Regions from separate parts of the Mus musculus genome. Here region 1 is linked to region 2. The links are chromatin contacts, called in public HiCAR-type maps. All regions are on one chromosome and are shown on one strand. Each heading gives the region's core, a stretch centred on a gene start, on an enhancer-like site or on the middle of the called end of the contact. The rest is flanking DNA. Distances are from core to core; before and after follow the strand shown.

What was found. HiCAR-type assays count read pairs that join an accessible place to other places.
Region 1: a contact with region 2 is called in a HiCAR-type map of embryonic stem cells, with 3 times the contacts expected there. The contact joins two enhancer-like sites. A contact is called at or near these places in 1 of 115 datasets of contacts at active chromatin or transcription factors (embryonic stem cells) and 1 of 9 other capture datasets (embryonic stem cells).

Annotation. Positions count from the first base shown.
Region 1 is chr8:78,535,209-78,542,063 of GRCm38.p6, forward strand. The region is part of intron 4 of Slc10a7 (solute carrier family 10 (sodium/bile acid cotransporter family), member 7); the gene reads left to right. Among named protein-coding and RNA genes, the nearest start is that of Slc10a7, 29 kb to the left of the region's middle. Within about 2 kb of position 2,668, at least 8 of the 459 cell types and tissues checked have an H3K27ac peak or open chromatin away from gene starts, as enhancers often do. A contact at or near this core is called in embryonic stem cells, where this site is marked.
Region 2 is chr8:78,131,897-78,137,926 of GRCm38.p6, forward strand. No RefSeq gene overlaps it. Among named protein-coding and RNA genes, the nearest start is that of Gm6360, 62 kb to the left of the region's middle. Within about 2 kb of position 2,650, at least 4 of the 459 cell types and tissues checked have an H3K27ac peak or open chromatin away from gene starts, as enhancers often do. A contact at or near this core is called in embryonic stem cells, where this site is marked.

The DNA.
Region 1 (6,855 bases), core at 1,418-3,917, 400 kb after region 2:
AGAAAATAGCAGAGTGAAGACAGAAAAGACAGCAGGAATCCCACTGGACAAGGCAGGGACCAGAGGAAGGCGCTTCAGACCCTGTTTGACAGTGCGAACCCTTCCCTGTATTTAATGCTGTGCTTGGTATCAGAATCACTGTAGCAGGTCCCTCCACCTTTAAAGGACTCTTGTAGGCAGGCTGCTTAGATCGGCTTATCATTCCTCCCCCATATCCCCAAGATAAATTGTGTGTATCAGTTGCATGAGTACTGCCTGGGTTATTACAGTAGTGAGCTTAAATTTTTTTTGGCCTTAGTCTATCCGCCTTTTGGTTTCCAGTATCTGCGGATGGGCCTAGCTATTCTCTTTGTCTTTCACAGTATGAATTCTGTTTTGTCTGCAAGTGGTATATAAACCTGTGCATGCATTTCAAGGTGTAACGGCACCTCTGTGCCTATGTCCACCTTCAGAAATAGGATGTAGTGTGTAAGGCTAGCTACGTGGCCATTTCACCTAAGACTTTTCTCATTTTTACCATTTTTACCATAAGGAATAAGGAAAATAGATAAACTTTTGTCACAGAGGAAGCCATCTTCTTCCAAGTCTGTAACAGAAGATAGATTAATTAAAAAGACAGAGCAGACTTGTTTAACTGAAGTTTTACCTGGCATGGGAGAAGCTTCCGAAATGGGACCAAAAAGGCTCAGGAGGCTGCATGCTTCTGTATGCAGAGCCTGAAGTTTGTAGCAGTAGAGGACCCAAGTGGATGGCATGGTTATGACCAGTGCACTGGGGGCATAAGACGGTCTGCTGGTCATACTTGCTCTGGTGTCCTTGTAAGGTCTTCTTTGCCTCTTTGTCCCCAAGCATGGAGTAGGATGACCTGTCACATGAGGATTTTGGGAAAGAAGGGAGAGTCAGTGAGTAATCTGGTTTTATGACCCACTAGCCAGAAAACGGGAGAGGAGGCTAGACCTCGTTTCTCCAAAAGCGAGAGGAAGCTGGGCTTCATTTCTCTGTTCACTGCTAAGGCAGCATCCTGTTTGCTTGTGTGCAGGGCTTGTGTTCTGTCTGCCCTTCAGTCTGCTAGCCTCTGAGAAGACTCAGACCTCTGGCTTCTGTTAGAAACTACGCAAAAGTAGAAGAGTGAAATCATTTTAGAGGGACTCTTTTTACTAAATTATTGTTTTCTTATCTTAATGTAGAAAAGTCCCAAATACACACAAGTAGATTGAGTTCTGCTTGGGAAACTGGATTGTGTTTCTATTTGGAGGCATTAGGTTGTTGTCTTGCCTAATAAAGGATTACGTTAGCATGCTTGTTTTCAAATAGAAACATAATTGAGGTTTTTAATTATATAGTGTTTATGAGGTAGAAGGATTTTAGACTCCTTTGATAATAGACACATGAATTCCAAATACACTTTAAAGAAACATTTTGATTTGGAGTATAGAAGTGTGTGTATAGTTTCGTCAATGGGGCTGGTGTCCAGATCTTTGTAAAGGAGATTTAAGAGGTGTCCCCTGAGCAAAGATCTTTATTATGTCTGGTGAACTCTTTTTAAGTCACAGGTGAAGGTCATGACTACCTGAGTGTATTTAAAAAAGGTTTTCTCACTGCTTGGAAAGCAAATGAAGCCCTCATTACCAGCTTTGTACGTGTAGCTCGGAGCTTTTTGCTAGAGGTGAAAGGTCAAGATCATGGCAGTCCAGGTGGAGAGGGAGAGTTCAGTCCCTGGCTTATCAGGGTTATTTTGCATTATCAGTGGGGAGCCACCTTTGCTAATGCAGCGCTCTATGAAGATGACGTTCTTTGAAACATTTATAAAGGCAGTCAGAGCAAATCTGATCCACTCAGGGAGGGAAGCCTGTCCGTCAGTCACTGCCCTTAGCAAGCAGAGTACCATCCATCCCTTACTTTCTCCTCCTGTCAGTGGGGCAGCCTATGCTTGGTTCAGTGGGTAGTGGGCTAGTGGCATGTGGGAAGAAATGAGATAAGTGTTGCACCTTCTTACAAGCTGCCAACTGTGTACGCCTGCAGCTGTGTGCAAGCCCTCAGCTGTGTGCAAGCTGCCTCTTGCACTCATTTTAGTGGGGCACTAATTTCCCTTGGATGACAGGACAGCAGTGGTAGCAGCACACGGCTTTCTGCCTCGTCTCTGCCCTCCTCGCCTTTAGCTTTAGCTTTAGCACACCTTCAGGCCCTGATTGGATTCTTAGGAGCACCAGAAAGAGCTGACTGGTTCCAATGTAAGCCGTTGTAAATGTGGTTAAATATACGTTCTCAAGGTTTTTAATCTACCTCAGGCTTTTCTCACTTAAGTCCAATGCCTTTCAGTCTATCTTCCATTCTCCCGAGCAGGCAGAAGAATCCAGTGGACAAAATGGTGTCCGGCCGCCAAGAATCAGTTCGGTCCTACGTGGCTTCAGCCTTTGATACCATGGCCATCCCCTTACATCTTACTTCTGGTTCCTTGACACTGTTCTCTGAATTTGCTCTTTGGTGTTGTTACTTCACTTTTTCATGTTTAGCCCTTTTCCCACCTCAAGGGGAGTGGATTCCCGAGGCCTGAACTTGAAAAGAACATCAGCCAGGCCAGATTCCTGCTTCGGAGTCAATCCTGCTCTCCAGAGCTCAAGCATGTGACCTGCACCTTTGTGTAGAGCTCTACTCCGGCTGCTCTGCTCTTGGGTGGAGAGTGAGCAGGCCCAGCGTAAGGTGTGGTAATTAATGGGTTTTGAGCACTGGGTTGCCCTTGCCTTGGAATCAAGCATGCTTTGCACTCCTTTCTTTACCTTCACTATCTGCAGGTTCCCCTAAGTTCCAGACCTCTCTGACCCTTGCCTAAGCCATTCAGGGAACAATAGTAATTACATAAGCATTTCACAGATGGCTCACTTGGGCCTGACTGGTCTGCACATTGCAATGCATGCAAAGTGTGAGGGATCAGTTAAGAAAGAACCAGTATTGTTCTCCAGTCAGAGCCTGGCTGGAGGATGCCCTCCCTCCTCCTCTTCCAGAGTTTCTTGCTTTCCAGACCAGGTCTCGCTGTGTCGTTTCTACTGGCTTGGGATTCATTCTGTAGTTCAGCTGGCATTGAACTCATGGTCCCAGTGTCTCAGTACTCTCAGTGCCGAGAGTACTGGGCTGCATTGCACGCCCAGCTCTATTACTTCTGGAATTGATTAGTTATTTCTCCAGTGAAGTGAGCCAGTTCAAGCCAGGTAAAGGGAGGCTCATTGGGATGCTGCTCTGAGACAGTGGAGTTCACTGGCCCCAGGGAAAGAGGTCAAGGAAGTTGCTAAGGGAAGGGAGAGAAAGGAGGGGGGAAGAGAGAGAAAGCAGAGAGTGAGAAGAGAAGGAGAAAGAGAGGGAGGAGAGGGGGACCAAAATGTACACCTCTTATACTTAAGAGCCAATGGGAGAAGGGCAACCCAGCCCCTGGGCTGAAATGTTCAGGGTTGGGGACAGGGTATGGCAGGAAGGGATCTAGGGATGTTGGGAAGACCTGGAGGCCAAGTTTGCTTTGGTATATAAAATGCATCTTAGCCCTTGTCCTGGGGTCAAAACCAAGCAGAAATGGCTTCATTCTTCTAAATGTGCGCATCTAGTTACTCTCTTCGTTGAAAGCATGTACTGAGTGCTTGATGTGTCTTCCTTTGTGTGGTGCCTTTATAAGTGCTTCAGTTTAATAAGCAATAGACAGTGGGTAAATATTAAGATGATTAGTGTTTTAAATAAACTTACAGGATGGTAGATGTTCAACTACATTTAATAAGTTGGATAACTGCAGTTTATTAGTTAGCATGTTAGTAATATGTGTGTGTAACCTGGAATATTTATATCAGCTATCCAAGATAATATCTTCAGAGAACAAAAGGTCATAGGAACCAAATTACTCCTTGGAATATTGTTTTTAGAATTTGGAACCAGAAAGATTGAATAAACACACATGGTGTTTTCCTCAGACTCAGCACCTAGGAAGGCATCCTGGCACTGCCCTATGAATAAGCTGAAGCCCACAGGTGCCTTTTCTCTCTCAGCATAAACATTTGCTCCTAGTCTAATCCTCTTTTACATCACAGTGTCTTCATGAATCATGTTCACTGTGGTTAGTGACCATTTCAAACACCAGGCTCCTTGTCTAAGTGGAATCTTGGATCCCTTGCTGATTTGGGGAAATGCTTGTCTAAATAACATATTCTTTTAACAGTCTTATAAGTAATGATCAATTTATTATGTTGTTTGTTTAAAGATATATTTATTTATTTTATGTATATGAGTATACTGTAGCTGTCTTCAGACATATCAGAAGAGGGCATTGGATTCCGTTACAGATGGTAGTGAGCCACCATGTGGTTCCTGGGAATTGAACTCAGGACTTCTGGAAGAATAGTCAGCGTTTTTAACTGCTGAGCCATCTCTCCAGCCCTTATTGTGTCTTATGATAGTTTGATTATCTTTACCTTTATGTTCAGATTCTGGGTATGCACATTTTGAAAAGTTTTTGGTTCCTGCATTTGCATATAGTTATGAAGTTGTTACTTTGGAAAATGGACTTTTTCTCAGTATTTTGCCGACTTCCTGGGTTTATGGAAATATGAAGAAGTTTAACTTCAGCAGTCAGCTCTTTCTCTTTTGGCCCTACCCCTAGCTAGCTCAGTGGCCTTGATCCTTAACTGTAGATGTTTATGCTTTGGCTCATTGCTGTGTGAATTTGTAGGCCTCCTAAACAGGCATTTTATTCTAGCTGCATCTTTCACACGAAGGGGTTTGGCATTGGCTGCTTATTATGACCACAGAAACTGTGGAGTCCTGCTTGATCTTTGCTACAGTCTTTTAAACTTACTTGCTTTCCGAAGATACCAAGTTGTATCTTTAAGTACCTAATGAGAACACCCTGTCATAAAATGTAGTGAGATTTCCAAGAGTACTCATGGTCAAGAACGCTTGGATGCAAACCAATGGCCTTAGTATATCAGGAGGGTTCCCTGAGCTGGGTTGAATCAAGTGCCAAGATATTGAACTTGTATACTATATTTAGAATTTAGTGATTTTTATTTTTAAATATTTCCCACTTGTAGAAGCTGAGTTTCCCAAAATATCGCCTTTCTGTGTAGCTAGCTCCCTTGCCCCTTTATTCCATCTTCCTTTCCCTCTCATTTCCTTCCTTCCCTCCCTTGCATGCTGGGAAGGATCAAGCTAACTTAGCTCACTAAACTCATTTTGTGAACCACAGCTTGGAACCACACTACTGCAGGGCAAGCTGCTGTCCAGTCCCATGGGTGAGTTAGCTGCTGTGATCCTCTGCATAGACTTCCAACATTGGCTCTTGCTGGGGAGTCTCAGCTTTATGTCACGTACAGGCACTTCCTGTGGTGTTGGCCACTTGGAGAACATGGTCCTTTTGACTTTATGTTGAGTCTCCTTAGCCTGCCTGTGCTTCCAACACCAATCTCCCCATTCCCTCATTTCTAGTTGACAGGCAGGCCTGTCAGTCAAGGATTGCCCCCTCCAAGTCTAGACCAATGCTGTCAGAATCAGGGTTACTTAAGTTCACCAAAGAACCTGCTGTGCTCATCCTTAATCAGACAGTTTTTTCTTATTTTTGTATTTATTTAGATGCCATCTTGTGAGTGTTCTTTGCAGAGACTTTTCTTTGCATTCCTTAAAGCAACATAAGAATATTCATAATGAGCCGGACGTGGTGGCACATGCCTTTAATCTCAGCACTCTGGAGGAGCAGGCAGGTGGATTTCTGAGTTCGAGGCCAGCCTGGTCTACAAAGTAAGTTCCAGGACAGCCAGGGCTATACAGAGAAACCCTGTCTCGAAAAAACAAAACAAAACAAAAAGAGAATATTCATAGTGAAGGCAGTAAAGTGGAGTTTGAGGAAGCCAGTGACTCCATCCCTCATGTGCTGTGGCTTCACCTGTTCAGACATCTAAGAGAGTTCCAGGCCCATGTGTTCTCTACCCGTCACAAGGACCTTTTTCTTGTTTACTGTGACAAACTAGGGAAGGGTAGATCAGGCGGGGTAGAGATAAATAGTGTCTTAGGGTAGACATATTTTCTCATTTGTGAAAATCTATTTTAGAGAGCCTATTGTGAGAATTATTCACTTTGTGATCAGAAGTGTTTCTCACTCACTTATCTGTCCAGTATGTTCTTTGAAACAGTGCTACTGCAAAGTTCAAACTAACTTATGAGGTAAAGTATGTTTATATGTTACAGCTACCAATCATTGTTTAAGTTCATGATGGGTTAGCTTAAAAATGTTTCTTGGTGTGTGTTATCCTTTTTATGAAGAAAAAGGAATGGATATGCCTTCACCTTCATTTGAGTCTGCAGTAGGTTCTTTATCAAATAGTTCATCATTGCGAGGTTGACAGGGTTACTCAGTGGTTAACGGCACTTGTCGCCAAGCCTGACAACCTGCCTGTCTCCTGAACCCATGTGGTGGACCCTGCCATTTGTCTCCTGACTGGCATGTGTATGCTGTGACATGCTTGTGTCCACTTATGTGTGCATAGTCACACAAAATAAGTAAATATCATAAAAATTAAAGATATTACATACACATGGTCTTTGTGTAAGGAGATTGTTGGCATGCACTTGTTCTTCCAGACTGTTGTTTATAGCCCACTTGCCCAGAGTGGGTCCAGCAGGGGCCTATCCTGCATGCACAAGAGGACACGCCTGGCCTGAATTTGTAGCAGCCCTCGCAGTCACAGACATGGCTGTGTGGCAGTGGGAAGTGGACAGAGCACTCTTTTCTTAAGTTAGACACTGTGCTAGTCCCCGTTATACAGATGAGAAATGAACACAAAAACATTTAGGGTTAGAGAGCAAGAATGGAGGGGTCTGGATGAA
Region 2 (6,030 bases), core at 1,400-3,899:
TGTAAGGGGGCATTATCAATGAGTAGAGACCTAGCGGTCCTATCTGCTTTACACCGTGCACAGTGCTGGGTTACTTCTCTTTGCTCCCAGCTGTGTGCTCCATTTTACCTAGATTCCTCCCTAATGGAAACTGACTGTAAATCTGCAGCTTTCAATAAGCAAAGGAGAAGGCTTGAACACTGAGTCCCACCCGCACGGCAGGGGACACCGGGTAGTAGTTACCTGTCAAAGATTCAGACCTCCTGCCACCACCCAGTCCATTAGCACGTCATCTAGCCAGTGTGGAAAGTGATATTGAAGCAAGACTGAGACTGGGGGGGGGGGGGGGCTCTAGTCTGACAGAACAAAATCACCTGCCTAAAGTGGGAAGGGTCTCAGCTTCTCTGAGAGGAAAATGAAGATCAGTTTATTTGAACATAAAGATTATATGCCTAGGAGCAAGATCATAGCTGTCCTTATCGGGACTTAAATCACTCCTTATTTTATAGTGGAAATTAGCTTATGACTGAGTCCTCATATTGCCAAAGGCAGTGCACGGCATAACGAGGCAGCACTGGGGAGATCCCAGCACTGTCTCCTTAGTCCTGTGTTCTAGAAGACAGCAGATTAACCAACGTACTGCATCCACATCCTTACTAAGGTATGTCTCTACTAGACACATATAGAATAGTTGGCTTTGTGTAATAGTACTGTTTCGATAATATGGTTAACTTAAAAATATCATAAGTAATTTTAACTAGAAGAACATAAATTATATTTTATTTGGATCACCCATTCTTTCTCACAGGAGTAATTTATGGTGCCTCCTTCGCGTCTTCCCAAGTCTGTTTTCTCAGTAGCTCAGGTTCCCTTTCCTGCTTGGTTATCACAGGTTGGCTGGTAGAGTCTTTGGCCCTTCACTGCTGTCTGATCAGCCTCTCTGGTTTTCCATTTTCTTCTCTGCTTTGGTAGCTCTCCGGCTTTTCCTTTCCATCTCACTGATATTTCTCTCCCCTCACCCCGATTTCTAGCGCTTTCTATCTCTACTTTGCTTGCTTTTCCTTACTTTAGTCACTGGTGTTTTCTTTAAGGAAGATTGACACTTTTCATAGGTGATAGGAGGGGTAAACCCTCCACTTACCCCACTGTCGATGAAGCCCCTGCTTCTACAGCACCTAGCCGGTTGGATGGGGCAGAGAGTGCCAAATTATTGGGAGAGCACAAGGATTCCCCAAGGCTTTCCCAATACCAACTCTTTTTCTAAGGAGATGGGATTTGGTTCCTAAGTTCTACCACAGAAGATACCAAGATTTAGGGTTTTATCAACAGAAGCGTGGATATTTGTACTTTTTAATACTTGAACACCATCATACGCATAGAAAGTTGGAAAATAAATGTAGTCACTTAGATGAGGGGGTCATAGAATTTTAGAGATGGGTTTTTGAACATTTTAAATAGCATGTTAGTGTGAATGTGTAATCAGGTATTGCCTACCCAGAGGTAGCCAGTGGCTATGAGATGAAGGACAGGCTCAAGGCGTGAAGAAGACAGGGATTAGAGAGCAGCCAAAGGCAATGAACGCAGAATGACTGGGTCACTTGTGATGCCTGTGGGACCATGTCAGAGAAGAAAGCCACCACCAGCATGAAGGTGGGCATGTGGGAGTGTTGGACCAGGTATGCCAGAGATTATGTTCCCACACTCACAACTTCAAGTCCCTAATTCCTGGAAAAGGGGACTGTAAAGGAAGACATGGATCAGCAAGCATTGTAAGTTCCCTGTGTGGGGAAGGATATATAACTCAACAATCAAACAATGTAACTCAACAGTCATTCTTGTCATTTATATTTATCATTCATTCATCAGTGAATTGTTAAGCTCTTACTATGTATGGGACATTATTCTTACAAGAGAATAAAAGAGTTATAAAGTGGTATCTGTCTTTGAGAATCTTTCATTTTAATGTATGAGGTAGATAATAAACCCTCAAACACATATACTCCTACTATTACTATTTTAACCAGTAATAATAATGACTAATACCCATATGACAGTCTTAATTGCACAATAGGTAATATATCCTATTCAAGGTACCATGTCCTAGGTAGCAGGCTATCTGATAAGAAGTAAAGGCCAGCAGATGCTGTATAGATAATAAAGGCCATTGGATGTTATGGAAACATTTTGCCAATGACGATGCTGTATAATTCAAAGTAGCAATACAGTTTTTGGAAGCTGAACTCTTAGATGTAAGTAAGTTACACTATTTATATTGGAACTCAGATATTCTCTCTTTCAAACAGGGATAATAAAGTTAGTTACATAGGTTTGTATAATCATAAAGTCAGATCACATTCCATAATGTGTGATATCTCACATAGTCCCGGCATATAGTAAATGTCAAAATCAAACACTAAGATGTGAAGCTCAGTGATAGCAAAAAAGAAAATTTGCTTGTGGCTGGATGTTTCTAGGAGAAGAAAGAACTTTCTTCAAGGATCTAGTGATCCAGACCGAGGAGGAGTATAAAGGAGACAGAGCCTTCCAAGGGAAGCTACTGCTAAGAAATCGCCATTTCCAATAGAAGAGGCAGAGGCAGTCCAGTCCATTCAGTCCCGCCCCAGGGGAGCGCAGGAGGTCAGACCATTCAGTCCCGCAAGTCCTGGAGCTCAGGGCTGGAAGGTAGAGAGGGGGCCAGACCACATCCAGCTGGTTGATTCTGGGTTCACCTGGCAGTGGACAGCAGGCTCTTTATACAGAGGTAAAGAGGAGGACTTGGCCTTCCTTTGTGTTTGTAAAGCCTCATAATCCTCTCTTGTGCTCTCTGCAGACTCACTCCATCCAGCAGGAACCGAGATGAGATGTCCTACTACTGTAAAATGAAAAAAAAAAAGTGTTCACAATGTGGGTTTTATTTTCTTTTTCCTACAATCATGTTCTAGGTTTATCAACAGTTCAGCTTCATGATGAACAATCCAAACTGGGCCAAGTTGATGTGAAGGCTAGCTCTAAGGGCATGGTTTTGTTGATTATTTGGTGTAGGAGAAAAACATGGGTTTCATAATGGCAGGATAATAAGAATTACCATCATCATCATCATCATTATTGTCAAAAAAGGGACCTTCAGAACCTTGACCTTTTCTCAAAGAGAAAGTAAAAGTTTGTTAATGCAGAACCAGGGCGTATGTGGGAAGGACCGGTAGTGGTCATGGCTGGAAAATAAAGGCAAATGGAGTTTGTGCTAGATTTAGCAAATACTGTCTTCTATCATTTTTAGAAATTCATTTAGCCTGTTAGGTAGCCTCCTGAAAACGGTAACTGGGGATAATTGGGGTCATAATACCAGTAGATTAGACTGTGATATCTTTGTCAGTGCTGACCTCTAACTCATACAGGTCATTTAATCAAGAGAAGATGAGTTAATGGTGTAACTTTATGGAGGTGGGCGGCAGACCTCAATGTAAAATTTATATTATAATGTATATGCAAATTTAACACATCTGATACTCCTAATAAAAAATGTTTAGAGAGAACTACTCTTTCAGTATATTCTTGTTATAGTTTAGTACATGTGAGAAACATACAGGGAAGTCCTGGGGAAATGCAGGGCCCATGTATCGTTATAATTAAGGCCCATTTATCATGATAAGTATCCACATGTTTCATGTGAAATCTTCCATTAAATACCAGAAAGATGATTAATAGTCGGAACCATTAATGTGGCAACTTGGATTCTGTCCTTATTCTGCAAGATACCCAGTGACTACTATGGATCTTTCTAAATGACATGAAACTAGAACTCCCAGTTGTCATCTTGGGTTTTGTATTTTCACTAGGCTTAGTTAAAATGCTTGATCCATTTTAGTTAATCAGACTTTCAGAGATAACATTGTATGGTACCCGTCATGGCTGATGCTTACAAGTTGCATTGCATAGCCTTAAATATAACAAGTACTTAATATAACTGAGTAGGTAGATGCTCAGTAAATATGCGTGTCTGTCAACAGACCACCTCAGTGTAGTCAGCACTCTCCTGTTTTATTAGAAGTCCCTGTGCTTTGACCTATAATCGATGGAGAACCAGGAACCTATAATTGATGGAGAATCAACATTTGATAGCGCTCTAAAGCATGGGCCTGTCAGCAGGGTTACAAGAGGCTCTGAATAGAAAACACACAGAGAGAAGATGGCTACATTTAAAGAAAAAGGGGGGGCTTCAGAGCCACTTATCAGTGCACTTTGAAATTGGGATACAGAGGAGATTGCTTCCCAGACACACTTCAGAATCTCTCAGCAGATGTCTTAGTCAGGGTTTCTATTACTGCAACAAAGTACCAGGACCAAAAAGCAAGTTGGGGAGGAAAGGATTTATTCAGCTCACACTTCCAGATCATAGTCCATCACTGGAGGAAGTCAGGACAGGAACTTAAGCAGGGCAGGATACTGAGGCAGGAGCTGACACAGAAGCCATGGAGGGATGCTGCTTACTGGCTTGCTTCCCATGCCTTGCTCAGCCTGCTTCCTTATAGAACCCAGGACCACCAGCCCAGGGATGGCACCACCATGGCCAAGGACCTCCCCCATGGATCACTAATTGAGAAAATGCCTTATAGATGGATCTCATGGAGGCATTTCCTCAACTGAGGCTCCTTCCTCTCTGATGACTCTAACTTGTGTCAAGTTGACACAGAAAGCCAGCCAGTACAGTAGGACAGAGGGACATGCATGCAGCATTTGAGCGGAGATTATCACCTCTTCAACACTGAATAGTTTAACAATGGTTTTTCAATGTTTTTGATATGGCTGAAGTAAATCAAAGCATCTTTCCCTATTTTGAAAGTGTCAAAATATTTGAATAACTGTGTCCTTCTAAAACAGCATAATGTGAGTCTGGGTATTTAACAACAACAACAACAACAAAAATCTCTTATCTGAAAGAGTTCTATCGTAAATTGAAAAAACACCATTTTGGCTTGGAAGAGTCACCTCAGCCTATAGTTACTCAGTACTTGGTACAGTTGACTCTGAGCCATTTTATGGTTGTTGTTAAATACATGAAGAAATTTAATGAGCTATAAAAAGCAGGAGAGTCTTCATTCCTTTGGGTTTGGGGGAGAATAAAAACACACACAATCTCTTTCATTTCTTTTATGTATTAAAACCCACCTTCTCTGACATCAATATCACTTTAGCTGACTCTGTTGCTGCAAATCATGTTCTCTCCACCTTCGTCAAGGTCATACCAGGCACGATGACCCTGTACACAGCATAGAATGCCTCCCTAGGGTCTTCTTCCTATCCCACTGTGATGGAAAGTGTGTCCTGAAAGTTCACATACCGAAGTCTTAGTTCTCATCTCATGGTTTTTTTTTTTTTTTTTTTTTTGTGAGATGACTGGATCCAGAGGGTGCTAACTTTAGCCACAGGTTAGGCCCTGGCCAGTCACCTTTAGCTGGATGGCTATTAGAAGGTACCATCCAGTTGCAGGAAGGAGGTCAATGGGTGTCTGCCTTTGAAGGGTGTACTTTGTTCCTGACTCTTGGTCTTCCTGCTTCCTGCCTGCTGTGAGTGAAGCAGCTTTCCTGCCTCCCCCAGCACGATGTATCACGTTTCTTCCTTACTATAGACTTCAACTCAAAGGAGCCAGCCAGTGTATAATGAAGGCCATGAGACCATTATCCAAGGTAATCTTTCTTCCTTCAAGGTGTCTTCTCAAGCATTTCGTCATGGCAACAACATCTTACTTGTGCATCCTTGTGCTGAATGATGGCTCTGTGATACACTAACAGAATTCCTAGCTTCACTTCCATGCCCAGGCCTTGATCAGCACCCTACCCACCACTGTTTGACTTTCTGTTCTTAGTGCTGTGATGGAGCAGCTGACAAAATAACTTAAAAAGCATCATGCTTGCTTGGGTTTATGCTTTAAGAAGTGATACAGGGAGCTAGAGAGATATCTCCATGGTTAAGACCATGTGCTACTCTTTCAGAGGACCTGAGTTCAGTTTCTAGCATCCACATCATGTGGCTCGCAACTTCCTATAACTTCAC